Regions from separate parts of the Mus musculus genome. Here regions 1, 2 and 4 are each linked to region 3. A link is a contact called in public promoter capture Hi-C data. All regions are on one chromosome and are shown on one strand. The core of a region is the stretch at or near the end of the contact, and the rest is flanking DNA. Distances in the headings are between cores, read along the strand shown. Region 1 holds the start of Commd2 (COMM domain containing 2). Region 2 overlaps Mbnl1 (muscleblind like splicing factor 1). Region 3 holds the start of Med12l (mediator complex subunit 12-like). Region 4 holds the start of Aadac (arylacetamide deacetylase).

Region 1 (6,389 bases), core at 176-2,675, 1.4 Mb after region 3:
GAAAACATTGGCTCCCTAGAACTCAAGAACTCTTTGATTATTTCTAAAATAATTTTTATGACATTAGGAAGAGACAGAGAGTGAGAAAAGGGAGAGAGGGGAGGAGTGAGTTAATATGTGAACACATGTGCCTCAGTGTACGTTGGTGAGTCAGAGAACAACTCATATGTGTTGGTTTTCTCTTCTACCGTGAGGGTTCCAGGGGTTGAACTCTTGTCTTCAGGCTTCACAGCAAGCAGCTTTTATCCACTGAGCTATCTTACCCACTCAGCTATCTTACCCACCCAGTCTGTTTGAATCTTTACCATCTTCTATCCCTCTTCAGTTCCTAAGAAACTGGTTATTTTACGTTCCCCGCCTCTCAGCTCTCCCTCTTCTGCTGGCAAGAGTCAGGCTGTGCTGTCACTTCTATGGCTTGATGTTCAGAATGCTCAGCTGTCGCAGCTGCTGCCACATGGCTGCTTTTATCATTGCTGCTATAGCACTGTATCTGCTTCCAGAAGTGGGCAAGAAAAGACCCCTAGAGAGAAGCCTTTTATTGAGTCCAAAGTTGTAGCAGCAAGGGATACAGTGTAGGGTGTGTCTATCCCTACCTGCTCATGAACTGAGCAGCCAGCTTCTAAATCTGAAGAAATGGTGTTTGCACCATTTGAAGCAAACCTCACATGTAAACAAAGGTATGTTTGGTTAGCATCTTCCCTTTTGTACTAAGAAAGTGCTCCCTTTCTTGCCTAAGTGGACACGTTCACAGGCTTATTTAGGGATCATGAAGGCTTGTGATAACACAAAGTCCTACACAAACTGTTCAAAACTACCCTAGTTGGGGCTGTATCTTCAGAAATTAATGCAAAGACCTCTGCTCATAGTGTAGTCATAGTGTAGTTTCTTCAAGGTATTTGTGGAGTGTACAAAATAGTCACTACATATATATTTATGTATATATACATGTAATATACGTATACATATATACATATATATACACATATATATACATATACACATACACATACATATACATGAGTATATGTATATACATATACACATATACACATACACATACATATACATATACATGAGTGTTATATACCCAAAACTAGAGTTAGTGATGGTTGAGAACGTGAGTACTGGAACCGAATCTGGTTCTTCTGCAAGAGCAACAAGAGATCTTAACCACTTAACCACCATCTCTCCAGCACTACATATTACACTTTTGCAGGATGGCTCATGAATGAGTGGAAGACTTGTACCTTCAACTCTTTTAACCAGCGTTCACTGCCTACCTTCACTCCTATAGAGTGAACCGGACGATACCGTGCTCCTAGGACTGCCAGCAACCGGAACCCAAAGCATGGGCTGTACCGCGACGCCCGCCGGAACTTCTTTTTGCCTGCACAGAGGTCGGAAGTGGTGAGGGCGGGGCCGGCGCCGGGTGGCAAAGTCTGAAGAGCCGCTAAAATGCTGCTGGATTTGTCCGAGGAGCACAAGGAGCACTTGGCCTTCCTGCCGCAAGTGGACACTGCAGGTAAGTTAGTGCTTGCGGGGTGCTTGCGGCGGGGACAACCCGGGGGACAGCCCGGCACTCACAGCCTGCTGCTGACTTCCGTTGCAGTGGTCGCCGAGTTCGGGAGGATCGCCGTGGAGTTCCTCCGACGGGGCTCAAACCCGAAGATCTACGAAGGCGCCGCCAGTAAGAAAGGGGGAGGACGGGCTCTGTCTGTGGAGCTGGAGAGTGCGATCCATTCTCTTTCTCCGCAGGAGTCTTTGCAGGTCCTAGGGTCTTGTTCCTTGTTCCTCTTAAAACCCCGCAGAGCAGTCAGTCAAGGCGCACACTGCAAGGAGCTGCGCGCTTTTATAACTAGTGTGGAACAAATATCTTCATATTTAAAATGAATACAGTGCCACCTGCCTTTTAGAAATATTCTGGTGCTTAATAAAATACCGCATGCTGAAGAAGTGGAACTGTCATCGAAGTGTTTAGTAAACATTTGCTACCCAGAAACTGCTTTTTTTCTAAGCTGGGGGGGGGGGGGTGGTGGTGGTGGTGGTTGAGATTAAGAACATCTCTACTGACTTCTCCTTCTGCCTGGGTTGAAGGGGCTTTGTGTGTCTGTTCACAGGTTTGTGTTTTGTTAGGCTGACTTGGAGGGAAATAGCCAAGGCCCCTGTTAGTGGAGTGGGTTAAGAAGGAACAGTAGTCTCCGCTTAACTCATTTTTATTGTATAGTTTGAAAACAGAGCAATTGAATGTGTTTATTTTTAAACAAATTGATAATCTGTTTATTTCTTCACCACCCCACCACCACCACCACCACCACCACCACCACCACCACCTTAGGAAAACTGAACGTGAGTAGTGACACTATCCAGCATGGTGTGGAAGGATTAACGTATCTCCTCACCGAGAGCTCAAAGCTTATGGTAAGACTTCTGAGAGCTGTATTGTATCACCCAGATCCTTTCAAACTGGCGCCTATTACAATATTTCTAACTCATAATCGAATTTGTGCAGTATACCAAAACAGTGCTATTGGCGTTATCTAATATGAATTCCTCTTGCCGGTTTAAATTATAATTGTCTCTATTTCTGCATCATGTGCCATCACCCATGTATGTCAGGAGATGGGAGAATGAAATATTGCATTTTTAAAAATGTATCAGCAGTCATTATCTGGCTTGATGGAAAAATATTAAATAAAATTAGGCATCTTAATTTCTTTCCTATTTTAATAAGGTTATTTTGTATATTAGTAACTTGGATTTCAGAATGGTGGGTCTTTAAGGAATGTTCTAAATAGAATTAGAGGATATAATGTACTTGTGTGTGTAGAAATGGTTTAGCATTTACTAGACAAAGATAAATTCCAGTGTTCTGTTGAACTCAATTTACCTTTAGATTTCTGAACTGGATTTCCAAGACTCTGTCTTTGTTCTGGGATTCTCTGAAGAACTAAACAAATTATTGCTTCAGCTCTACCTGGACAACAGAAAGGAGATCAGAACTATTCTGAACGAGTTAGCACCTCGTCTTCCCAGTTACCATAGTCTTGAGTGGCGGCTAGATGTACAGGTATGGCTTTTCCTTTTCTTAAATCTGTTATTTACCAACTTAACCAAGCTCTGGTGTGAAAACGAAAATGTAGATTTTAATGGTCACTTTGGGTCATTTCACAAGTAGCTCATTTCCTTTTATTTCTAATTTGATTTACTGAGTTTAATTTGCAAAGGTTTTAAATTTGTTTTTATTACATGTGTTTACTTAATGTATGCGTACATGAATGTCACTTGTGTAGAGGTCAGAGGACAGCTTTCAGAAGTTTGTCCGAAGGGACTGAACTCAGGTAGTCAGGCACAGTAGCAGTTGTGCAATCTGAAAAGTTGTTAAGAAGTCGTTTAGAAGAAAGTATGGTTTACAAAACAGACTTGTTTGTTTGTGTTGCTTTGGTTTTTGGCAATGCTTAGTTTAAAAACACAGTTCTCTCTTGTACACAAAGAAAAGTGTACAAGTCTGTGTACTCAATATCACATAGTCACAAACTCAAAATAGATGTGACCGTGACCAGGACCCCAGAGACATCTTTTTTTTTACCTCCTATTAATGATTGTTCCTTCCCTCCTCTCCAAAGGTAACCACCATCGGAAGTATTTAATGCAGTTTTTTTTTTTTTTTAACTCATTTTATCTGTGCACACATGCAGTGACTGAGGCAATCCTCCTATATAGGGCCGGGGTTAGTTCTGGTAGTGCATTCTCCTAGTGTATTCGAGGCCCAAGCTTGAATCTCTAGCACCGGAACAAAAAAACTTACACAGAACACAAAAAAATCATTGATGTCTGGCTTCTCTGGTAAAACATTGTTTTTGAAAAGATTTGTCATTTAGCTATTTTGGAAGACTCATAAATCCAGGATCCAGGCCCAATACAGACCCCAAGTCTCAGTTACTTGAGAGGCTGAAGCAGTGGGGCCACTAGCCCAGGAGTTTGAGACCAGTCTGGGTAACAAGTGTGAGATACTTTTTCAACTAGAAAGATGTTATCTACAAAATACACAAAGAAAAGTGTACGAGTCTGTGTACTCAATATCACATAGTCACAAACTCAAAATAGATGTGCCCTATCTGATTCTGATGATACTAGTATAAAGTTTGGCCTGGAGAGCAGAAATTTTAAAATCTCTCTTTTAATCCAGATATTGGTAATAGGAATCAAAGTTTGTGCGTCATTATCACAGTAGAGACTGTGTAACCTGAAATAAGGAAGCTGTACTGGCTAGTATTGTGTCAACTTGACACAGCTGGAGTTATCACAGAGAAAGGAGCTTCAGTTGAGGAAATGCCTCCATGAGATCCAACTGTAAGGCATTTTCTCAATTAGTGATCAAGGGGGAAAGGCCCCTTGTGGGTGGGACAATCCCTGGGCTGGTAGTCTTGGTTCTATAAGAGAGCAGGCTGAGCAAGCCAGGGGAGGCAAGCCAGTAAAGAACATCCCTCCATGGCCTCTGCATCAGCTCCTGCTTCCTGACCTGTTTGAGTTCCAGTCCTGACTTCCTTGGTGATAAACAGCAATATGGAAGTGTAAGCCGAATAAACCCTTTCCTCCCCAACTGCTTCTTGGTTATGATGTTTGTGCAGGAATAGAAACCCTGACTAAGACAGAAGCCAAAATGGGTTACAGAAATTTGGTAAGAATTTAGATGTAATATAGCAGACAATAGGAAGCCCTTGTAAATACTTTGATAAACGTGACATTGAAGCAGTTATTTAAAAAATTAATTTGGCATCCTTGGATGCATCAGAACAAAAGTGGGAATTTAGAAATATAAAGAATGTAAGCCTTTACAATCATTTCCCCCTTTCTATAGGATAAACCTTTTTTGTCTTACTAGTATCTTGTTACTCTTTTTCTTACCTTTTAAAATTACAGTTTATTTTTTTATTCATTAATTCATTTTGTTTTTGGGGACAGGGTTTCTCTGTGTAGTTCTGACTGTCATGAAACTCTCTGTAGACCAAGCAGACATTGAACTCAGAGATCCACCCACTTCTGCCTCTTGAGTGCTGAGTTTAAAGGCATTTACCACTGCCTGCCTTAAATTGCAGTTTGAATTAGGACTCAGCATACTGACCACATCTGACTTGTTACTTCTCTCTATAAAGTTTTAGTTGGTATAGCCATGTTTGTTTGCATATATTGGCTGCTCTTAAAATACAAAGACAGAATTGACTCATTGGACCAGAAACTATATGGTGTGCACAGCCTAAAATACTTGTTATCTGGCTACTTACAGAAAAAAAATTACCAACCTCTGCTTTAATTTTTTTTTTTATTTAACTGAATGAATGTATTTATTTTTTATTTATTTATTTATTTTTATTTTTTGTTTTTGGTTTTTCGAGACAGGGTTTCTCTGTATAGCCCTGGCTGTCCTGGAACTCACTTTTGTAGACCAGGCTGGCCTCGAACTCAGAAATCCGCCTGCCTCTGCCTCCCGAATGCTAGGACTAAAGGCATGCGCCGCCACGCCCAGCATGAATGTATTTATTTATATTTGGCTCTTTGAGACAGGGCCCCACCATGTAGCCTTGGCTGGCCTAGAACTTGCTGTGTAGACCATGCCAACCTTGAACTTGTAACATGTGCCTTTTTATCCTGTCTAAAGAATCTTTCCACACCATAAGATTGTATTTACAATCTTTTTTTTTCCCACATTTTTTAATTAGATATTTTCTTCATTTACATTTCAAATGCTATCCCAAAAGTCCCCTAACCACCCCCCTCTCCCCCCGCCCTGCTTCCCTACCCACCCACTCCCACTTCTTGGCCCTGGCATTCCCCTGTACTGAGGCATATAAAGTTTGCAATACCAAGGGACCTCTCTTACCAGTGATGGCCGACTAGGCCATTTTCTGCTACATATGCAGCTAGAGACATGAGCTGGGGGGGGGGGGGGCTACTGGTTAGTTCATAATGTTGTTCCACCTATAGGGTTGCAGACCCCTTCAGCTCCTTGGGTACTTTCTCTAGCTTCTCCATTGGGGGCCCTGTGGTCCATCCAATAGCTGACTGTGAGCATCCACTTCTGCAATCTTGTTGCTTTCTTTCCAACTGTTTTAAAGTTTACTTTTCATTTTGACATTTGTGATGCACCTAGAATTGGATTTTTACATAGCAGAGTGTACTTTAAGTGTTATCTATGCAGCATAGTTACTAGTTACTGTGCTCTTTTGTTTCCAAGCTTGCAAGCAGAAGTCTCCGGCAACAGATTAAGCCAGCAGTGACCATAAAGCTGCACCTCGATCAGAATGGCGACCACAGCACTCATTTCTTGCAGACAGACCCAGCTACCCTGCTTCATTTGGTTCAGCAGCTGGAGCAGGCGTTAGAGGAAATGA
Region 2 (7,001 bases), core at 913-3,412, 1.6 Mb before region 3:
CTAGTTGCAGTAATTATTAAATGTAAATGCCATTTAGAAAATCCATGTTCTAATAAATTTAATAATGGTAATTCTAAGCAATTTGAAAAGCTTTCAGGAAAACAAACAACACCTTGCCAAAAAATATAAACTAAAATCAAAACAACAATTTGAAAAAAGCTAAAATGGCTTTAAGTTTGGAACTACTCAGAAAAGTTGCTGTGTCTGCATAGGAAACATCTATTGCAAGACACATGCTACAATAAGTAATTGCTCAGTATAAATGTTCACTGCCTAGCTGAAACCCTGTAGGAATAGATGCTCTGGCAACAGAGAGCTAACTATAGTAACTGCTGCTTCAGTTCCCATTGTTACTGTTCTATATTCTTCCACAGAATGATCAAATGCTATCCAGAATGTCAGCATCACTTTATATCACAAGCTTTTATACTTAATTTCCATTGTTTTCAACCTAATTTGAAATTATTCATTACATGTTAAACAAGTAGCATAAACATTTTACAATTAGAAAGGTAGATGCTAAGAGTGTTCACTCTGTTGTACATGTATTATAACTCTTAGTAATGGCTTAACATAGCATGTCAAGAAGAATTTCCTGATATTATTTGAATTGTTATAAAAAAATCATGGGAAAGATTTAAAGAAATTATTTTCCATAGCAAACAAACAAACAAGCAAACAAAATAACAAATAAAAACCAAAGACATAAATACAACTGAAGAATCTTAAAAGTAACTGTCTAGTTATTACATAAAAGTCAAGTATATACTACTGAACATGTAAGTGAATTCAGAATAGGACTAGCAATGCAGACAGGTTGTAGTATGCTGTAGTCAAATATAAATTTAACTATCAAAAAAAGTGATGCCTTAGAATTGGAAGAACAGTATATTGATATACTATATACACTATATATACTACAGTATCTATCTATCTATCTATCTATCTAAAACATATATAATACAGCATCATTTTGATAGAAAAAACACAGATGAGATATTCTTGTGATTTGCTTTTGTGCCTATCTTTGACAGCTGTACATTTTATGCAATAACCAGCTGATTAATATGACAGATCTGATCACAGAAACATTTAGGGTGTGCAAGTGCTAGATAAATCTAAATGAGGAAATGCCAAGGATTTAGAGTCATGCATTTGATCTCTAAATACAAAGATGTGTGCTACAACACAGGTTTCCAATTTATCAACAACTTGATTTGGGACAGATACTTACTACATATATTTACAATCACAGAACGTGCTGAGTATGGCTTTCATGCTGCACACACATTAGCTCACTGAAGACTTCACAGTTCTCAGGGGGCATAATTTCTATCCACAAATAACAGCCAAAAGGAAGGCAGACTTCAATTGAAAACAAACTAAATTGCCAATGCTCTATGGCTATGTGGACATGGCAGGGCTGAACTGGACTCTATCACCACTCCATGGGTCCCAGATACTAATTCTCTGTGTTATCCCTAGTACAAGTCTCTGTGTCCCATACAGAAAACAAGGAGTAGATAGTTTAAATCGGCCCTGACTCAAAGGTGCACATAAGCACAAAAGGCCAGGCTAATAATCCAGTGAAATGAACATTATACTAGAGCACAATTTTATATATAAGGTATAATATCCTACAAATAATGAATACCTTTTTGAAAAACAGTTATATTCTTTATTAATTGCTTCTAACTACGTTGATGTTTCAATGACTTGGGACAGCTTCACTTCTAAGGCTTCATGACCCCTACTCCTGGGGACTTGAGTTTTATTTTAAAGAACAGAAACTATGCATGCGAATCACCAACCACAAATCCTGCTTTGAATCACACTGTAAGGACAGAGGAAGAAACAGAGAAGGGGAAGAGGAAACAAGAAGTGAGAAGAGGGGATATATAAAGAGATGGGGTGCAAACTCCAGGCACAAGGACCAGAGTTCCCTAAGACAATATAGGAGCACCCCTCAGACCATCTGCCAGCAGCAGGTGGGTGTGGCCTTGTGACTTGTAGCCTCTGGATCCTTACAGGGGCTTTTATTCCTGAAAACACAGGACTATATAACAAAACATCCTTTTATATTCCAAAGAGTTTGGCTCCCCTTTAAGCGAGATCAAATATAGGACAGAGGATTGTCTACGTAACTATCTCACAATTGGAACTGCTCCAGCAGCCATGAGTCAGCAAGTGAGTCCAGTGTAAACATCTCCGTTTGCTCCTGAAGCAGAGTTAGCTATCAGGTGTCCAAAAAAAGTATCATTAGCACTTATAACGAAAATGGTCATTTACAGCAGCTTAACTACAGATACAGAATGATATCACTGTATTAGGCAAAAGATAAGCACCATAGAGATAAAATACAATTTAATTTATCTCAATACAAAATGTGGAAGTATTTTTCTCAGATATCAGAGTCAAATACCTAAGTTTTGTATATACCAGAAAAATTTAATAGAAACTAATCTTCCTCAGGAAATCCTTACGTTTGAAATTCTGAGATTTTTCTAAAGCCATGGAAAATACATGTGGCAAAAACTGTATCTAAATATTTCTCTTTAAGAAATATAATAGTATTAACCAGCTGGATAGTATTTTTAGGAGTGGAAAATATATGGAAATTCACTCAATCTCCATTATGGTAATTGTTTATTTTTATGAGTTAATTACTCAGGATGTTGCAAATATTTGTATGCATAATTCAGTGGGTAATCAGCGGTGCTCTTCTGGTCTGACTGATGATCTACTGACTGCAGCACATTATGATTTCAGGGAATTCACGTCAGCCCTCTGCACTCTATTGTGCAGATATTATACACTGGTTGACAAGAGGAGTCTTTTAGTGTCAATGCTTTATACAAGGAAGACATAATACCACAGAGTATCAAGAGCAGTTCTTAAAGGAGGCTTCAGAACTCCACCACCTTGCAATGCACATGTCTTCATCTTAGAAGTACTCTTATTTTTTATCTCACAATGGATGCCACTTGTCTTGGTTCACAGACAAAACAGTTGCTCTGACATCCCAGTCCCTATTCTGAAAGGGGAGCTGTGGGCAGGAGGTAGGCGTATGGCCCTATCCACTGTTAAAGGCATAAGCATGCTAAGTTCTCCTCTAACTGCTTTTGCATGCTCAGGTCCACACTGAAAACTTTTACGTGGTTAGTAAAATTTCCCTATTTTATTCATGAGTTACGAATCCATTTCACTTCCCTGAGAATCACAATGTGCCCATTTTCCAGTCTACTTCCTTCAGTTCCATCTTGATACCCTAAGTTTGGGTTGTCTGGCACAGAAAGAAAATGCCAGGACATGTCAGACACGCCATGGGATGGAGCTACAGCAGTGATTTGCCACAGTGCTGATGAACGACTGCAGAGATGCTGGAGGCTGACACTGACTGCAGGAAGGGTGTTGACGGCTCTGCTGAGGAGGCTCCAGGCATTTTGTCTGCATTGGACCACTGCCAGTGACCATTATTGAAAAGAAAAAAAAAAAAAGATGTAAATGAAAAAATTCCCTTTGCCATCCAAATCATCTCACAAAGTGAGGTCTTTCATTGCAATTTTAAAAACACAACCTGCAACGCCAAACAGCAATTCAAAATAGAAATGAGAGTGTGTATGGTCTTCGGGTATTAACTTTTAATTATAATTTATAGTTATTTTAAATGAAATGTTTCTAAATAAAAAAGATAAAGGAGATGTTCATCCTGACAAAGTCTATGTGTGAAGGACAAAGTGACAACATTTACACTAGCAATGACTCAGCACTTAGCATGAGCTTCAACAGGCTACTGCTGAACCAAAAGAAGAAAGCATAGAACAGTCCTGAGTCCAAAGACAGGAAAAGCTGTCCACACTGTTTTATGGTCATTTGCAATATTCACCGAGTCTTAATTTTAACATTACTTTTTTTTTTTAACTTGGAAACCCATTTTTAGAATGGAAACATAAGTTTTCTTTTCCCTGGAAAAATCAACATTTTCCCTAAGTTAATCAAATCACTTAGCAGACCACATATAAACAGTGTCTAACGCACTTTTACTTTGGAATTACAGCTTTGGTCATCTTGAGTAAGCATATAATACATCTTTAATTCCATCTCTGAATTATGAATACTGTATCAATTTATTCTCTTTACCACATAAAATAATCTAATATTTGGCAAACTATTCCTTCCCAACAGTGGTCTATTACAGCATCAGTAATGAGCTGAGCAAATGAAGGCAATGTAAAGAAGTGGCTGTCTTTATTCACCATTCAAAATAACTGACAGCAGGAAGCAATTAGTCTGATGCCTCTCATTTTCTTAGTGAATAAACAATAACAAAAGATGTCTGTGACATTCAAGGCTCAGCTTCCTAATTGGATGCACTATTTGCTTCTCTGGTGTGCCTATGTATTTAAACTGCACTCTGTATCTGTTATAATGTAGAAAAGCCCCCATCGTCAAACTGATTCATTTCCAGAATTTAACAATGAATAAAAATGTCTTTATTCATTCTCCAACAGACCACTTAAAAATAAGTGAGGCATGAGTTTAATTCAGGTATGGAAATGTATCTGCCTTCTTATTAGGTGGTAAGGCTACTGCATTATAATCTGAAGGACTAAGCAAGATGACTCACATAGCAAAATTAAAAGGGATTAAAATTGAGTAAAATTAAGTGGTATAAAGATCAACTTGTAAAACCCACTCAGTGAAAGCTGTCTACCTGCTCTAAAAGCCATTGAAATCAGAGACATACTGTCTTGGAATCAGACACATCTGATGGTATTTAAATTCAAGGTTAGAATATTGTAACTCTGGAATCAAGTGGCAGGAAAAATTCTGGCTGAGATTGCTATGATTAACAGCCTATTTAGCATTTTTGTTTGTTTATTTGTTTTTGTTTTTCGAGATAGGATTTCTCTGTGTAGCCCTGGCTGTCCTGAAACTATGTAAACCAGGTTGGCCTCGAACTCAGATCCTCCTGCCTCTTAGCTTCACTGTAATCACTGAAGTCATTCTCTCTCTCTCTCTCTCTCTCTCTCTCTCTCTCTCTGTGTGTGTGTGTGTGTGTGTGTGTGTGTGTGATAGCTCTTAAGACTTAATGAAAGATTTTTATTAGTACGAGACAATTATCTCAGTTTGTTGATCAAGAATTGAAGGCTTGTGTAGTTTTGCCAATTTTTACATGTTTGTCATGACACAGACTGGTTTTATGCCTTTGAAAGTTTCCATTCTGAATTCAATACTACTTACAAACACACACACACAATGTCATTCAGGTTGATCAAAAATCTGATTAATAAAGTGACTTATGAATATATTGAAAATTTTAAGCCATTATAAGCTTTCAAAAGATGACGTGCTAATGTATAATTGACATTTATACATTATGTGTACAGGAATGTACAATGATAGTGTTTTTCCGCCAAGTTTGGAAGAAATCTTAGTCATCTATACATTCACCGAAGTATTTGTGAATCAAATGATCCGCAATACGCTGTGTGTCACGCTGACTCAAAATGCAATGAAGAGCTATTGGAAACTCTTGAACCTAGATACCGAGTACTGTGGCAGGTACTAGTTTATATTTTTGCATAAGTTTCAGCATATTAATACAAAAAGTCAAAAAAATTAAAAACTGTAACAAAATAAAAAGAAAATATGCTTAACAGACACACACAGTTAAAATATCAGAATGCCATTCCTACCCATGTCACAGCTATATTACTTGTCCACAAACAGATTTTAAGATGAAAAGTGAAGTTAGCAAAAGGTTTCTCCTTTCCATTTTCAGAATTCATAGTTTTTGAAAAACAAAAGAACCCAAGAACAAGAGAACTTCACTGAGGATGTGCCAAGTTACCATGGATACATGGTTCAGTTACTTCTCTGTCTGTCAGAAAAGATAAACTCGATTTAAAGGCTCATATATGCAATGTGAGGTATCAAAATTTGGAAATGAAAGGGCCTAAACATCCCTGAATCAAGAGAGTGACAGCGCCAACCAAGCCATTCTGTCCTTAGGTGCTGAATGCAAAACCCACAGAGGAGCAGTTAAGTCACCTAGCAGCTTCTCAGTCAAGGCATAAAATGGATGACACGTGGTAAAACAACAGCAGGAGCCATTGTCCATTCACCTCCACACACACACAGCTCCCAGTTATTACAGCCCACAAAAGGAAGGACCAAGGACTGGAAACTGGACTCCTTTCCCTGCTAGGACAGGCTTGCTCTCGATTCTTCTGCAGCCCACCACCGGCTCTGACTCACCCTCTGTCCTCTCAGGTCAAAGGATTTTCGCCAAAACCCAGTGCAGCCAGTTTAAAAACATGTCGTGCAGAGCTACGTTCGAAGGACTGAGTTCAGAAAACAAGCTTACAGGAAAAGTATTCAAACCAAATGCCTTAAGTGTGTGTGGATTCCGATCTTCAAATCAAATGTCCTTTAAGCATCCTCAGCTGGGAAGGACACTCCAGCAGCTGGGATGGCAGGTTTGTCACAGCTTCCTCCTGTGTTCTGACAGGGTGGGTTTCTGCTGCCCAGCTTCTAAGGAGCCTCTCCTCCCTAATCTCCCTTCACTCCACCTGTGAAACTGCAGGGATATAACAGCTGTCAGGAGGGCTGTACAGTGCCCTTGCAAGGAATCGCTGAGATAATAAAGACATAAAGTTCTCCTAAGGCACACTAGAGCTGCATTGTGTGCATTGTTATTGTGTGCCTTGTATTACAGAATCTTACATCATCATCACGATCATTATCATCATCATCATCATAAATAGATTAGGCAATGCTAAGCCAGAATACTACATTGGCGGCTATACTCCTCACACAAGTTCTTAACATTCCTAATTCTGAGAGCTTTTAATACAGTTTCTCATGTTGTGGTAACCACCACCCCTCAACCATAAAATGATTTCATTGCCACTTAACTGTAATTTTGCTTCTCTTCTGTTGTAATGTAAATATCTGTTATACAGGACCCAAAGGACTCACACCATACAGGTTGAGAA
Region 3 (6,772 bases), core at 3,011-5,510:
GTGCAGCTTCAGCCCATAAAAAGATCCTTAAGTGAAATTCCCAAAGAGGATGATGGTCCTGCAGTGTAGAATGCCTGAAGCTCTCAAAGCAGGCTCTGGATCAGCAGTGTCAGATTACCATCCACCAGGTTAGAAATGCAAATTCTGAGGCCACGCCTCAAACCTGCAGAATCTGAGATCCAATAACCTGGCTTCCTCCCCTACTCCAGTTTTGTTGTTTGTTTGTTTGTTTGTTTGGTGGCAGTTTTTTTTGGGGGGGGGCAGTTTTCGGGTATCTGAACCCAGAGCCTCACACAGACTAACACAAAACCATCAACCACCAGCAGCTTACACCCATAGGTCTAAACCTTTCAGGTGACTCAACACTACTCAGAAGCTGGAAGGCTGTGTGCACACAGCATGCCAACTCTGCAAAGTGGAGCTGCCCCCCTCGCATGAGCAGCCCTGCTCTACAAATCACACAATCCCTCCTAGACCCTGCCCTATACCTAGAAAGCTCACTACTGCCCCAATCCATTTTTCTTATCAATTTGATTTCCTTGGGTGTATTTACTATTCAACTGTCCAGGCCACATGGTCAAGGGGAAACAACTCCTCCTTCCCCCTGGGATCTCATTCCACCTTCACAGTCCTGAGCCTTCATGGCAGAAAACAAGGACACTCCGGGCATTCACCTAGCTAAGCTTTCCCAACACCTCTGATGCCACGTTCGCTCTTTCACTTGCTTGACTCTTTCAATAATATATTACAAGAAATATCTGTGCCCTTGGCATTCCAGGAACCTCACTCAGGGCCAGACATGTCAATGACAGCAAACATAGGCCTCTTTGCTGTCCTCCACAAACTGTCCCACTGGTAGGAAATGGCCAGATAAAAAAACAAATAACTGCAAGCAATACACACACCACAAAGGCCTGAGAAGTTCCCTGGGCTGAGACCAACATGATGACAGACAGACCTGACAGTAATTTTCAAAAGGAAATTGTTGCATGCTGAATCTATGACCAACTCTAATTGAAGTTCCTCACGTAAATTCTATCCAACCACCTTGCAGGAAAGTAGCAGTCTCATTCAACTCTAAAAGGGGAAAAGATGGTTTACAGGGAGAAAACAGGGTGTGTGGACAAAACAGCCAAGATTCAGGCAAACAGAATGGCTCCAGGCCCCACCTGCTAGGTCACAGCTATATGAGAACAGGATGAAATGTTGAGTTTGGAGGAGAAAAGGCAGGCAGGTGACCAGGTAGACAAGAGTTCCAGGAAGGAGAAAAGTCAGCCTAAAGCCAGAAAAGAAGCTCATCAAGTTGGTGAAACTCAGGAGCAGCATCAGATTAGTTAGAAATCCAAACTATCCCAGAGGCACACCAGGCAAGACACACTGGTGAGTACATACTATGGGTAAGGAGATAAGCTGTAGAGGAAGAAGACTCGAGAAAGACCCCTGCTTTTCTGATTCCCCATTTTTAAAGGGGAGGGCAGTCTATGTGCAGATGACAAAGTACTCTACCACCACATTTAATAAAGTCTAAAGGGAGACCAGGGCACTGCAAAGCTCGTGAATGAATTCGATCAACTGATGAGGCAGGTTAACGGATCTTTTCATTCTGTCTCCACAGAGTCCTCCCGAAGGATTCCACTCCGTAGCCTGGGACCCTATTTCCAGAACGCTCTTACCACTTCTTATCAATAAAAACTTCATCGGTAGCAATCAGGCAACTTTGGTTCAGTGAAGAATAGGGATTTTCTTACCCAAACATGAGGAAAATTATAAAGTTTTACCTTGTTTTTCCTGACGAGCACAACTAAACTAGTTAACAAGAGAGGCGTGATCCAAATTTGCCAACCACTAAGATGCTCAACCATAATTCAAACTCACCACGGTCAAACCGGAAGCCTGGACTTCCTCCATTCAATCAATACTTTATCTCAATGTGGTGGTACAGGTCTAGGATCTCAGGACTTTAGAAATGGAAGCAAGATCTTGAGTTCAACATCAGCTTGGGTAGATCAGTGTGACCGTTCTCAAACAAATCACCACAGCTCTCTGATGGATAATGGTATAGATTTGGCCTCCTTCAAATATGTGTAATTATATATCTTGTGTTTGCATATAATAACATATATGTGTGGGGGGGTGATGTCTTATACAATCATATTCATATTGCAGTAAACTGCAAAAAATCAAGACTGTCCAGAAAACACAATACAGTTTATCTACAGTTAATAAAAGGATCAAATTACTGGTTGTACAAGGACAGGGTGGAAATTTGAGGGAGTAGTATAATACATAAATAACTGAAGCTTAGGAATCTGCTCGCCACCAACCAAAAAAACAGCCGAGCACCTGTTCCATATTGTACCCAAATTTGACTACAGCCACATATAACTCTCTCCTCAAGAGAGATAGAATATCGGTCGCCTGGGGGGAAGTGAATCCGAGGAGCAGCAGCAGCAGCACAAGTCACCGGGACACAGTGCAGGGCTGAAGGAGGGCTGCGCTGATAACCCAGTGTGTGCTTATTCACCACACACTTCAGATAAAGCAAGCGCTTCTGAGCTGCAATCACCCTATCTCCTCAAATCAAAGTAGGAAAAAAGTACCCTCTACAGGCACTTCTTCCAGCTTTAGATTTCTAGAAAGTGACCCAATGTCCAAAATTATTCTTTCCAGGATCCAAGTCCTGAAGTGACTGTCATATGTAAAAATAAATGCTAAATAAACAAGCACACATGCTAATCCAAGCCACCAACCCGAAGCTACGTCACTCTCCAGAAAGACCTAGTGAGGCACTAATTATAAGATGAGAAAAGTTAAGAAACGAATGTCCCTATCCCTGCCAAAACTTTTAAAATCACCTTTCTTTACACTTGGTCTTTAGAGTCTCTCTTCTTTCCAGACCTTAGGAGCTGCATAAGCACATGCTGCCCACCTGTAAACTTCCCAGCCATCTTCAATCGACTTCCCTGACCCTCAAACTCAATGGGAGAAGGCCAAAAGGAATTGCTCGTGATGATTTCTCAGACACATTATTAGCCAGTCTGGGCTGAGCCTCTACTAAAGAGACGGATACATTTATCAAAATAGAAGCCTGAAAGAACTCTGACTTGCAAAGTCCTCTTGTGAAATCAGGGGACACGCAAACTTTTATAGACTTTCCAGGCTCACGGGAAGACTAGAATACATGGCAGTTTCATGCTTAACTATAGAAAAGAGAAGATGGGTGGGCTGTAGCTGGCAAAGTCTCAAAGGACAGCTGGGGAGCAGGGGAACCAAAAAAGAGAAGATAGGCAAGTCTCTGGGCAAATTGTATAGCCAAGGGCGATCATTATTATGGCTGGAGAGTTGTTACATAATTACTTTTTAACTCCTGACACATACCTACATAGCTTACAATAACCACTGAAGCTACTGTATGTGCAACAGCCAAGGTTTCTCCATTTAATTTCATTCAAAGAAAATAAGTAATCTGGAAGCTATTCCTTTCTAAGATAACTTGTCTGCTTTTACACATACAAAACAGCCTCCGGGAAAGCCAATTTGTCTCTCTAGAAACAAAATTCGGTGTTTCTCTTCAATATTGTTTTCTTAAATTTTTTTTAAAGGCGAGAGATACAGAGGTACATTCACCGAGCCAAATATATGATCACCTCGCTAAAAAACGACTTCCATTCCAAAGTGGAGGATGTGATAAGGGTCCCTCCCCCATCCGTACCCATACCGCTGGCGCAAAACGCAAGACCACAGTGTCCGATGTACTGCATTCCAGCATTTGTCAAAAAGTTTACGAGGATTTATCGAAGCGACGGAGTAAAAAACAATAAAACAAGCAAAAACGGAGGAAAGCGAGCAAGAAGATGCTAGCGAGGTAGAAGCGGTAAAGCGCCCAGCGGCGCAGTGCAAGGCCCGACAACCGGGAAGCGACCCAGCCCCCCGCAGAGCGATCGCCCAGCGGAGCGCGGGGGTTGGCAGGCTCCGGGTCTCAGTAGCTCAGGGTCCCTGATACCCTAACCCGGGCCCCGCCTCCGATCCCCTCCCCAGCCCTTCCCCCGCAGCGCCGGGGACGCCCGCCGGGCCAGCTTGGCCCCGGGTCAGCGCTGCGGAGCGCCGCACAACCGCGGAGGCCGCCGGCGCCCTTACCTCCTTCTGCTTAGGGTCCTGCGGGTAGACGTCGGGCGGCCCGAGCCGCGGGCGCTTCAGCGGTCTCTGCTCATAGCTGAGAAGCCCGAAGGCGGCCATGATCTCTCATGTTAACCGGCGAAATGAATGAGAGTTGGAGCTGGAGCTGGAGCAGCCGCCTCTGAGCACCAGGGAGCAGCACTTTGCAGACAGACTCCCTCTTCCCTCCACTCTGGCTCGCCGTGGCGCTGCAGGCAGGAGAAAAAGCAGGTTGGAGACGGCCGCTGCCCGCGCGCAGACGCGCTCAGGGGGGCCGCCTTCGTGGGCACCCCGCTGCGCCGAGCCCCGGGACGCCTGCTCCGCGGGCGGCGGCGGCGGCGCCCGGGCTGGAGGTCGGCCAGGGTCCGCCGCGGCCACGGCCTCCCGCCACCCCCACTCGGTCCCCAGGGGGAGGAGCAGATGATGGGAACGTGTGACTTTCTTCACCAATGAACCCAAACCCACCCAGAGGGGCCCAGGCTGGGGTGGGGGAGGGGCATAAAGGGGGAAAAAACTTTTCTTGGCGCCTAGGCGGGAGGCTCGGTGCCCGCCGAGAGCTAGGCGTCCTCGGGCACGCGAGGTGCTGCGCAGCGGCCCGCGCCCACTTCCTGGCTCGCCATGCCCGGCGCTCGCAGCTTTGCACTCGGAGGACCCGCCGCCCGGGCACGGAACCGCGGACGCGGAGGGAGAGAGGCCGCGAGAGGCGAGGATGCGGACGCCGAGCGAGGCCGGTGCCTCCGGGTTCAGCCAGTGCACGAGCTGCGCGGGTCCCCTCGGCGGCGCCGGGGCGCTTTGCTGGCTGCCGGCTGCAGCGGCCGCGGCGGCTGGAGGGGGCCGCGCTCGCTGTGGCGCGGGGCCGACTTAACCCTTTGCTGGCCCTCCCGGGGCTGGGGAGGGGGTGAGCAGAGGTGGCCGCGAGCACCGACGGACACATCGGGAGCACGGGCGACTGGGCTCCCCGGGCCACCCCTAGACGTCGCGCGCCCTGATCCCCACCCCCAACAGTTTACCTGTTGGTCCCTAGCTAGCGGCTAGGCAGGGGCGGGCAGCCGGGACGCCCTGGCGGCCGCAGCCTCCATCGCTCCGTTAGGGTTGGGGAATTGGATTTGACGTTGCGAGGTGTCTGGCTCGCCAGACTGCGGACGCCGCGAAGTTTGCGGCTGCCTGGGGGCGTCGCTCGCTGTCGCCAGCGTTCTCGCCCCCACGGCCCGGGAGCGCGAGCTCCCGAGTTGGCGGACGGCGGCGCGGCGGCCGCACTGAGCATGCCCAGCTTGGCGGCCGGACCGCGGAGGAGTTGGCTGCGAGCGCCTCGAGCGCTCCCATCTGCCTCTCCGGGTTTTCGCAGCCGCAGAGCGCGCATTCCACGGGCCCTGCGCCCCAGCTGGCTGCAGGGTTAACCCGGCTATGGAACCAGCCCCAGGAGGGACCCCGGGCCTCGAGCTGCGCCCTCCGCCTCGACCCCTCCTGGGGTCGCCATCCCGGCAGCCTAGGCGAAACCTCACCTGCTCGCATCACAGGGATGGGAACCGCGGGGAGGGGGCGATCCTTTCGGGGGATCTGGTCAATCCACCTGCCGGCGCCCCTCGCTTGCTCCAGGTAGACACACAGATGCGGGGCCAAGAGCCGTGAGCATTGAGACCTAGCCTCGGAGGCGGGCCCAGCGTGTCCTAAGGGACCCTGCAGGAGGCGCGCCCAGGAGAACGCGCCAGCACTTGGCCAAGAATGATGGCTGCCATTTATCGAGTCCTCCTTTGGTTGTATGAGCTTGATGGTCTGAATTTGCTTCTAGCAACAAACCCTTCCACGGTTTTACTTCACCTTCTTTATAAATGAGGAAATTGTGTCAGCTCGGAGAGGCTAGATGACTTGTTCAAAGCTGCAAAAGCTAATGGGAATTTGAACCTACCACGGCTGCAGCTCAGGTTTCTGACCTCACCCCTCTGCTTTGATTGGGAAGGGCTGTGTGCTTGATCTGCCCTTGGCCTGATTGTATCACATTCTCCATAACTTGAGGAATGTCTTGGACGCCTAGTTCCCAGCTCTGGAGAGCATGTACACAGAATAACCTGCAGCCTTTCTATAGTACCTGGTTCATGGTGATGATATGTGAATGTCTACTCGCTTTGCTGCCTTTAAAGCACCCAAGGGAAGGAAGAAAGAAGTGGATAAGGCGATGGCATTGTAAAAGACTAGTTCTTCATTGTTTACCCTCTGAACAAAAGTACCTCCAACCTAGCCTAACACTTAAATGGAGCTGTATGAGGCTAAATCCATTACTCAGTCTGAGCTAGGCCTCCTACAGTATACTTGCCTTTACCAAGAGGTGCTTCCTTCCACTGCCCAGCTTGCCATGAGCATTTCTCTTCTAATACCCTATATATAATAACTTCATGGTGAGGTTTGCCCTGTGTTATAGCAGCTATCAAATCCAGTTCCTTTGCTTCAAAGAAAATACAGTTTTTATTCATATCTAACTTTATTAGGAGATTTATCAAGCATACCAAAAAGTGAAGAAAGTATATAATAAATCCCCGAGTATTTATCATCTTTAATACTGTTTAACCATTTTTATTCCAGGTATTCCCCCAATTCTCAATGGACTAATGTACCCGCTAAT
Region 4 (6,460 bases), core at 795-3,294, 1.0 Mb before region 3:
AAAACTCCTATTTCATGAAGATAATAGAGTCCTTTAAGGAGGATATAAATAACCCACTGAAAGAAATACAGGAAAACACAGGTAAATAGGTAGAAGCCCTTAAAAAGGTAACAAATCCCTTAAAGAAATTCATTTTAAAATTTTAAAATAATTTTAACTTTGATATTTTTCTTGACTCTTTCATTTTGACTTATTTTATATTCTAGATATTAACCTTCTATCAAATATATAGTTGGCAAAGATTCTCTCCCTCTGAGAAATTCCTCTTTACCAAACTGATAGTTTTCTTTGCTGTTCAGAAGCTTTTTAATTATCTTAGCTCTCATTTTTCAATGGGTGACTTAATTCCTGGGTAAAAGTACCCTATTTAGAAAACTTTCCCACACCTATATTGTGTAGGGTACTGACTATATTCTCTTCTAGCATTTCAGGTTTCAGTGTTGACCTCATTTTTTTTTCTATCTATTTGGAGTTGATTTTCATGCAGTATGATAGATAAAGATTTGACTTTATTCTTCTACATGTGCACATGCAGCTATCCTGCTAAAACATGTTGAAGATACTGTCTTTTCTCCAGTGTGTATTTTGGCACCTTTGTCAAATATCAAAAGCATTTTAAATGTGAATATATATTTGGGTCTTCTCTTTTACTAATCTACAAATCTTTATTTCTATTGATGTCATTATCATGTAATACATTTCATGTTCTTTTATAATTTTGTCATCAAAACATGTCATTAATTCTTTTATGTTTTTCACCTATAGAATTTTATGTTAGGTAGAATGTTTTACTTTTAGTAATCATATTGCATTTTTTATTTAAAAATTTTCATACAATATATTTTAGTTATGTTTCCCTACCTCCCTGCATACCCAACTGTTTTTCACTTTTTCTCTGTCTCTCAAAAACCCACTAAAATGAAAACTAAAGCAAATAAGCAAAACACCTATCATAATAGAAAAAGAACAAAACAAAACAATCATATTTTTAGCAAAGGCACACAAATAAGGCAATATTAAATTGTCCCCTACATGGTGCAATCTAAACATGTTTATAATGGTCTCTGATATGTATGTGGAAATTTAAAATTTTATTTATGGTATAATGAAACATATTCATAGCTGACTGAATATCCCACAAAGATGCCAAAGCCATGTACTAGAAGAAACTAGCGAATTGTGCTGCCACAGTGGGATGTCCACTTGTAGAATAACGAAAGTACACAGTTACCTCTTACTTTGCACAAAATAAGACGTAAATTGATGAAAAACTTCAATAGTAAACCCCAAACTCTGAAGCTTCTAGAAAATATTTTAGATTGCACTTTAAATTTATAGGCACAGGAAAGGACTCTATAAATATAACTTCATGTTTTTCACAAGTTAAGAGCAACAACAGACAAATGGCACATTCCAGAACTGAAGTTTCTATACAGCAATGGAAACATAGAATGAAGTAGAACCTACACAAAATGCCCAGAGTTACAATAGTGGCTCCAATTAGAAATTAAATGGTCTTGTTTCCTGTGTTTCTGGATTGTTTGTTTTGTTTTGTTTTTAACCAATCAGCCTTACTAATTGTCCCACATGGATTTCCATGCATGAATCTAAATCTACTGCATAGACTTTTATAATTAAACAATACTACTATTCCATTCTTTTTTTACTGAAGTTGATTCTTCTAAAAACCTTCACTTGGCAGTACTGCAAAACACACACTCTCTTTCTATCCTCTATTCTTCTTTCTTCTCCTTTCCCTCTGTCTGGTTGCTGACTGTAACTGGAATCAGATCTAGAGAAGGATCATGCTAAGAAACATCTTTCATAGATCCTACTTTGTCCTTTTTAAGTTATTCAGCATTCATAAGGTTGGTAAAATTCAGAACTTACCAAATCTGTTCCTATCTTTACAAAGGCAGTTTCCCATACTACCTTCCAAGGCTCTTCAATAGCATCTGGAAGCGGTATATAAAGATAATAAGCTACAAGCACCACAGAGATGAGAAGAGAAATGGTTTTCCCCATGTTTCCTTCTGCTCTTTCTGCTTTTGGCAGTTAGGAAATACAACTCATTTCAAATCATTGGATGTTGAATTTTAACCAGTCACCAAGTGTTACCTAACTTATTCAGTCCAAATTCCACGACGCAATCTCTTAAAGCACAGGCACTCCAAATCTACAAAGAATTTCAAAGCAGAGCTTTAATCTCGAAGGTACTTCCCATCTGTTTCTGAACAGTTTTCAAGAAAAACATATCACAACAAAGGTGTTATTATTCAGACTCTCTTACCTGTAAGTAATAGGTATTGCAACATATGAGAAAGACATATGTAAAGTAGAAACTAAAAGAAGATCAACAACACCTTTAAAGCTATGTGAAATTTTTAAAAAAATTCAATTTTCCTTAATTGCCTCTGGGCCCTACTTTCCTTCCCGTTGGGAAACTCCAGGCGTTTTTAATGACTGTTCAATGGCTCGGCTTATGAAGTAGCTTTGTTCTGTTTATATGATTTCTTTTGAGAACACAGAATAATTATATCATGTTCCTTTCTGTTCACAGCTCAGCTGAATCCATTCTGTACATTCTCAACTTGAAAAACCCATTCCTCTTCATTTTATTTTTGGCTACATTGATAATTAGACAATTCTCACCTTTTAGTCCAATATTCTAACTTAAAACATTTCTTTGGCTGTTAAGTTTATAATTGCCACCAGAAAATCTGCACAAAAGTCACTTATCTGTCCAAATCCCCACCTAATTAGATAATGAATGAGTCAAGGGTTGAATGACTCAAGTATTCAATTCTGTTTCAATGAGCTTCAAGCATATTCCATGCCAAGTTCAACCTAACTTTCACAATAAGTAGATTGCATCAAATAATCTTCATATCAATATGGGAGTGGAAGGGTGACTATTACCAGACTACTTTTTAAAGAGTAAACTACATATTTCTAAAGCTAATATTTTATATTGGATCCCCTGTTTCACAAAGGCTATATTCTATAGCACTATGAAAGAAAATGAGAGTCAAAACCTTGGTCTACTTTTGTCTAATTGTTACACATGACTATCTGTGTTATGCATGGAGGGAGTAGTTTTATTCACATGTTATGAGATTGTGTTAGGTGGACAGATGGTCTGGTGGCAGAGATCAATGAAGGCAAAGTGAAGAAAAAGGAAGCCATGAAATTGAAAGAACCGAGAAGGGTCTGGAGGAAAAAAAAAGTGAGAAATCTTGTAGCTATATTATAACACCCCCCTCCCAATTAAAAAGAATTCTGCATCAGGAACTTCATCCAATTGTTTGTATGAGTGGGTTGTTAGAATTGATTTGGTGATTTGGGGAAACTAGTTATCTTTATTTTTTCAAGCCACTTTGTTTCTTTGTTTGTTTTCATGGATATCTGACCATTTGGGTTTTGATCATTGACTCAGACTTTATTTTTTCTTTTATTCTTTTAATTCAACTTGACTTTGTTCTTTCAGTTAAAATCTTGGCAATGTTCAGGAAAGACTAGGTTATAGTAAAGTCGTAGCAATGATTTTGTCTGTTGGAAATGTGTTCTGGACCCCTGGATCTATCTCCAGTCTACCATTCTGGGCTGACCCTATTACTGAAAACACCAGAATTTTAGCTATAGAACATAAAGAACTCAATACCAAATTGATCAGGAAGTTTTCTTCCTTCCTCTGGCTTCCTTTTCTGTCATGCTGAGCTCTCTAGGAGAGAGATGATATCAGCGGTTTAAAGCAGCATTGGAATGAATCATACACAGTGCCAATCTCCCCAACGAGATGTGTTTACTGGTATAATAGTTGCTTAAGTTTTGTGGGTGGGTAACCCATCTCTGGTCAGATTCGAGGCCTTCTCTATAGGAGTGGATTTCATATACAATACTGTTAAACATATAGTCAAAAGCTTAGGATGTCAGAGGCATTAGGATAGAATGTATTACTTTCCTCAGTAGTCATGCTGTCAAATTGGTCCTACAATTAGGTTGTCAACTGTCCTAATGCTGCAACACTTTAATATAGTCCCTTATGTTGTGGTGACCCCAACTATAAAATTATTTTCATTGCTACTTCATAACTGTAATTTTTAGTGTGATGAATTGTACTATAAATATCCATGTTTTCCTGTGGTCTTAGGTGACCCTAGTTTAAGGGTCACTTGACCTCCAAAGGGTAGCTGCTACCCACAAGTTGAGAACTACTGCACCACTTACTGCTCCACATGTATGTGATTCTACCGTCCTTTTTCTTTTCTTTCCTTCTCTTCTCTTCTCTTCTCTTCTCTTCTCTTCTCTTCTCTTCTCTTCTCTTCTCTCCTCTCCTCTCCTCTCCTCTCCTCTCCTCTCCTCTCTTCTCTTTCCTTCCTTCCTTCCTTCCTTCCTTCCTTTCTTTCTTTCTTTCTTTCTTTTTTTCTTTCTTTCTTTCTTTCTTTCTTTCTTTCTTTCTTTCTTTCTTTCTTTCTTTCTACATTATAAAGCAGTCAATGGAAAAGTCCATAACTGGTTAGAGTAATGAGAATAAGAGACTTGGTTTGAAGCCTTAAATAGGACATGTCTGTTGCTCGCACCACACTGAGACACTGAAAACATCAGAAATAAAAAGCAAGAAAGAATTTAATAGAAAGAGAGTGGGGAGGGGAGCTATGAAATGTGAAATGGTAGACTCATGGCATGGCTATCTCACACATGGTCTCACAGCAGTCATGGTTACTTACACAAGACTTAGAAAATGTCAAGCCAGGCAAAGTCCAAGGGTAAGTGACATAGACTATTGTGAGGCTTTGCCCTCACTGAGGAACTATGTAGTAGATAGTTGCTGTAATGTGGAGAATCATACTTTATTGAACATGTGGCCTATAGTATAGTTAAGTTTCCTATGCTGAACTGGGGGAATCCACACCCATCCACTTCCTGGCAACTCTAACTGGACTAAGTGGAATATCACACATACGGGGGGGGGGGGGGGAGGGAGAGAAAGAGGGGGGAGGAGGAGGGAGATGGAGAGATAAAGAAACATATACACAAAACACACACAAACTCATACAGTAACACACACACAGAGACAAACACATACACACACACAAAAGAAAACAAAACAAATATAAAAACTAAAATGATATGAACTTGGGAAGAGTTGGCAGTTTTTTTGGAGGCAGATGTGAAAGTGGGGACTTCATATGGTCATCATTAAGGATAAATATGTATGAAATTTTCTAAAAGAAAACCAGGTTTATTATGGGAATCATCTCATCTCACATTAATATGAATTTCAAAGAATTCCACTGTCATCTGCAAGCTTGTAAAACAGGAAAATTCTTGCTGAAGTTCATTCTATATTCAAAGGCTTTCATACCAAGGGGCACATTTTCATTTCCAATCTCCATTTGAAGGCCTGAGAAATAGATAAATTATGCTAAAGAGTGCCCCAAAGCGGTTGTTCTGGAAACCTGGGTCTTTTATATCCAAGTCAGAAGAAATTGGATGTGCTTGCTTAAAGAGAATACCTTCAGCAGCCAACACAAGATCCAACCCTGGCTGCTTCTAGAACTCTGTAGTATCTGAGTCACACATGTGGTTCTAGTTTTGAAGGCATGAAGGGATCATGAAGAGCAGCTGAGGCTTGGCACACTGTAAGAGGCCAGGGATGGCCATTGGTGAAGGCACAGCATCAGTGGCAGTTGAAGCCCCAGGACTGAAGGGGATCATCATATGAAGAAGTTGAGGCTTGGCATTGTGAAGAGAGACTATGAGAGGGTATTAGTGAGAGCACAGCCTAATTGTAGCAGAAGATCCCAGAATTTTGGAGATGTCAGTAACTTGGACTTACCATCAAAAGCAGGTGTAGTATTTGAATAGAGCCCACTGGGGCCTAGAAGGCAAGCTGTGTGTGCTGCAGAGGCAGAGGTAAAGAAGTGAATCAAGATCGTTGGATGAGGCTAGAAGACTCATCCCAGACTGCATCCCAGATAATTGGACACTGAGTTGCATATACCATTGGGGTTTGGCTTTGCTCAGTTCAGATTGTTACTGTTCCTTGTTTCTTCCATCTTGAAGACGGTTTTTAATTTAATTTTGACGTTTATAGTAGCCCACAGATGAAAGAGTTTGGATTTTAAAGGAGATTTTGAATGTTAGAGAGATTGAAGAGTTTGGATTTTAAAGGAGATTTTGAATGTTAGAGAGATTGAAATTTCAAAGAGACAGAAATTTTAATGTGTTTGAGTTTGGAAAGACTGTGGGACTATTTTTGTGATTTTTTTTTGTAATTTTTTTATTAGGTATTTTCCTCATTTACATTTTCAATGCTATCCCAAAAGTCCCCCATACCCATCCCCTCACTCCCCTACCCACCCACTCCCCATTTTTGGCCCTGGAAAGTTTGCAAGTGACTGTGGAACTTTTAAAGTTATGTTTTTAACGTGAGATACTGAGAATGAATAAGAAAGGA

The links. Promoter capture Hi-C pulls out the DNA fragments that hold promoters and counts their contacts.
Region 1: a promoter capture Hi-C map of hippocampal neurons shows a contact between it and region 3, with 2.9 times the contacts expected there. The contact joins the promoter of Commd2 here to the promoter of Med12l in region 3. A contact is called at or near these places in 3 of 39 promoter capture datasets (hippocampal neurons, liver and pre-B cells) and 1 of 115 datasets of contacts at active chromatin or transcription factors (astrocytes).
Region 2: a contact with region 3 is called in a promoter capture Hi-C map of liver, with 2.6 times the contacts expected there. The contact joins the enhancer-like site here to the promoter of Med12l in region 3. A contact is called at or near these places in 4 of 39 promoter capture datasets (hippocampal neurons, liver and pre-B cells), 1 of 115 datasets of contacts at active chromatin or transcription factors (stem cell-derived neural progenitor cells) and 1 of 9 other capture datasets (embryonic stem cells).
Region 4: a promoter capture Hi-C map of the SN4741 cell line shows a contact between it and region 3, with 6 times the contacts expected there. The contact joins the promoter of Aadac here to the promoter of Med12l in region 3. A contact is called at or near these places in 4 of 39 promoter capture datasets (the SN4741 cell line, hippocampal neurons and liver) and 2 of 9 other capture datasets (adipose tissue and liver).

The regions. Positions count from the first base shown.
Region 1 is chr3:57,646,720-57,653,108 of GRCm38.p6, reverse strand. Commd2 (COMM domain containing 2) reads left to right here and starts at 1,425. Exons shown (of 5, transcript NM_175095.4): 1 at 1,425-1,522; 2 at 1,610-1,687; 3 at 2,336-2,418; 4 at 2,894-3,067; 5 at 6,233-6,389. The coding sequence starts at 1,456.
Region 2 is chr3:60,565,767-60,572,767 of GRCm38.p6, reverse strand. All of the region lies in intron 2 of Mbnl1 (muscleblind like splicing factor 1), which reads right to left. Among named protein-coding and RNA genes, the nearest start is that of Mbnl1, 68 kb to the right of the region's middle. Within about 2 kb of position 2,162, at least 121 of the 459 cell types and tissues checked have an H3K27ac peak or open chromatin away from gene starts, as enhancers often do. A contact at or near this core is called in liver, where this site is marked.
Region 3 is chr3:59,004,466-59,011,237 of GRCm38.p6, reverse strand. It overlaps Med12l (mediator complex subunit 12-like), which reads right to left and starts at 4,260. Exons shown (of 44, transcript NM_177855.3): 1 at 4,138-4,260. The coding sequence starts at 4,236.
Region 4 is chr3:60,027,372-60,033,831 of GRCm38.p6, reverse strand. Aadac (arylacetamide deacetylase) reads right to left here and starts at 2,044. Exons shown (of 5, transcript NM_023383.1): 1 at 1,891-2,044. The coding sequence starts at 2,025.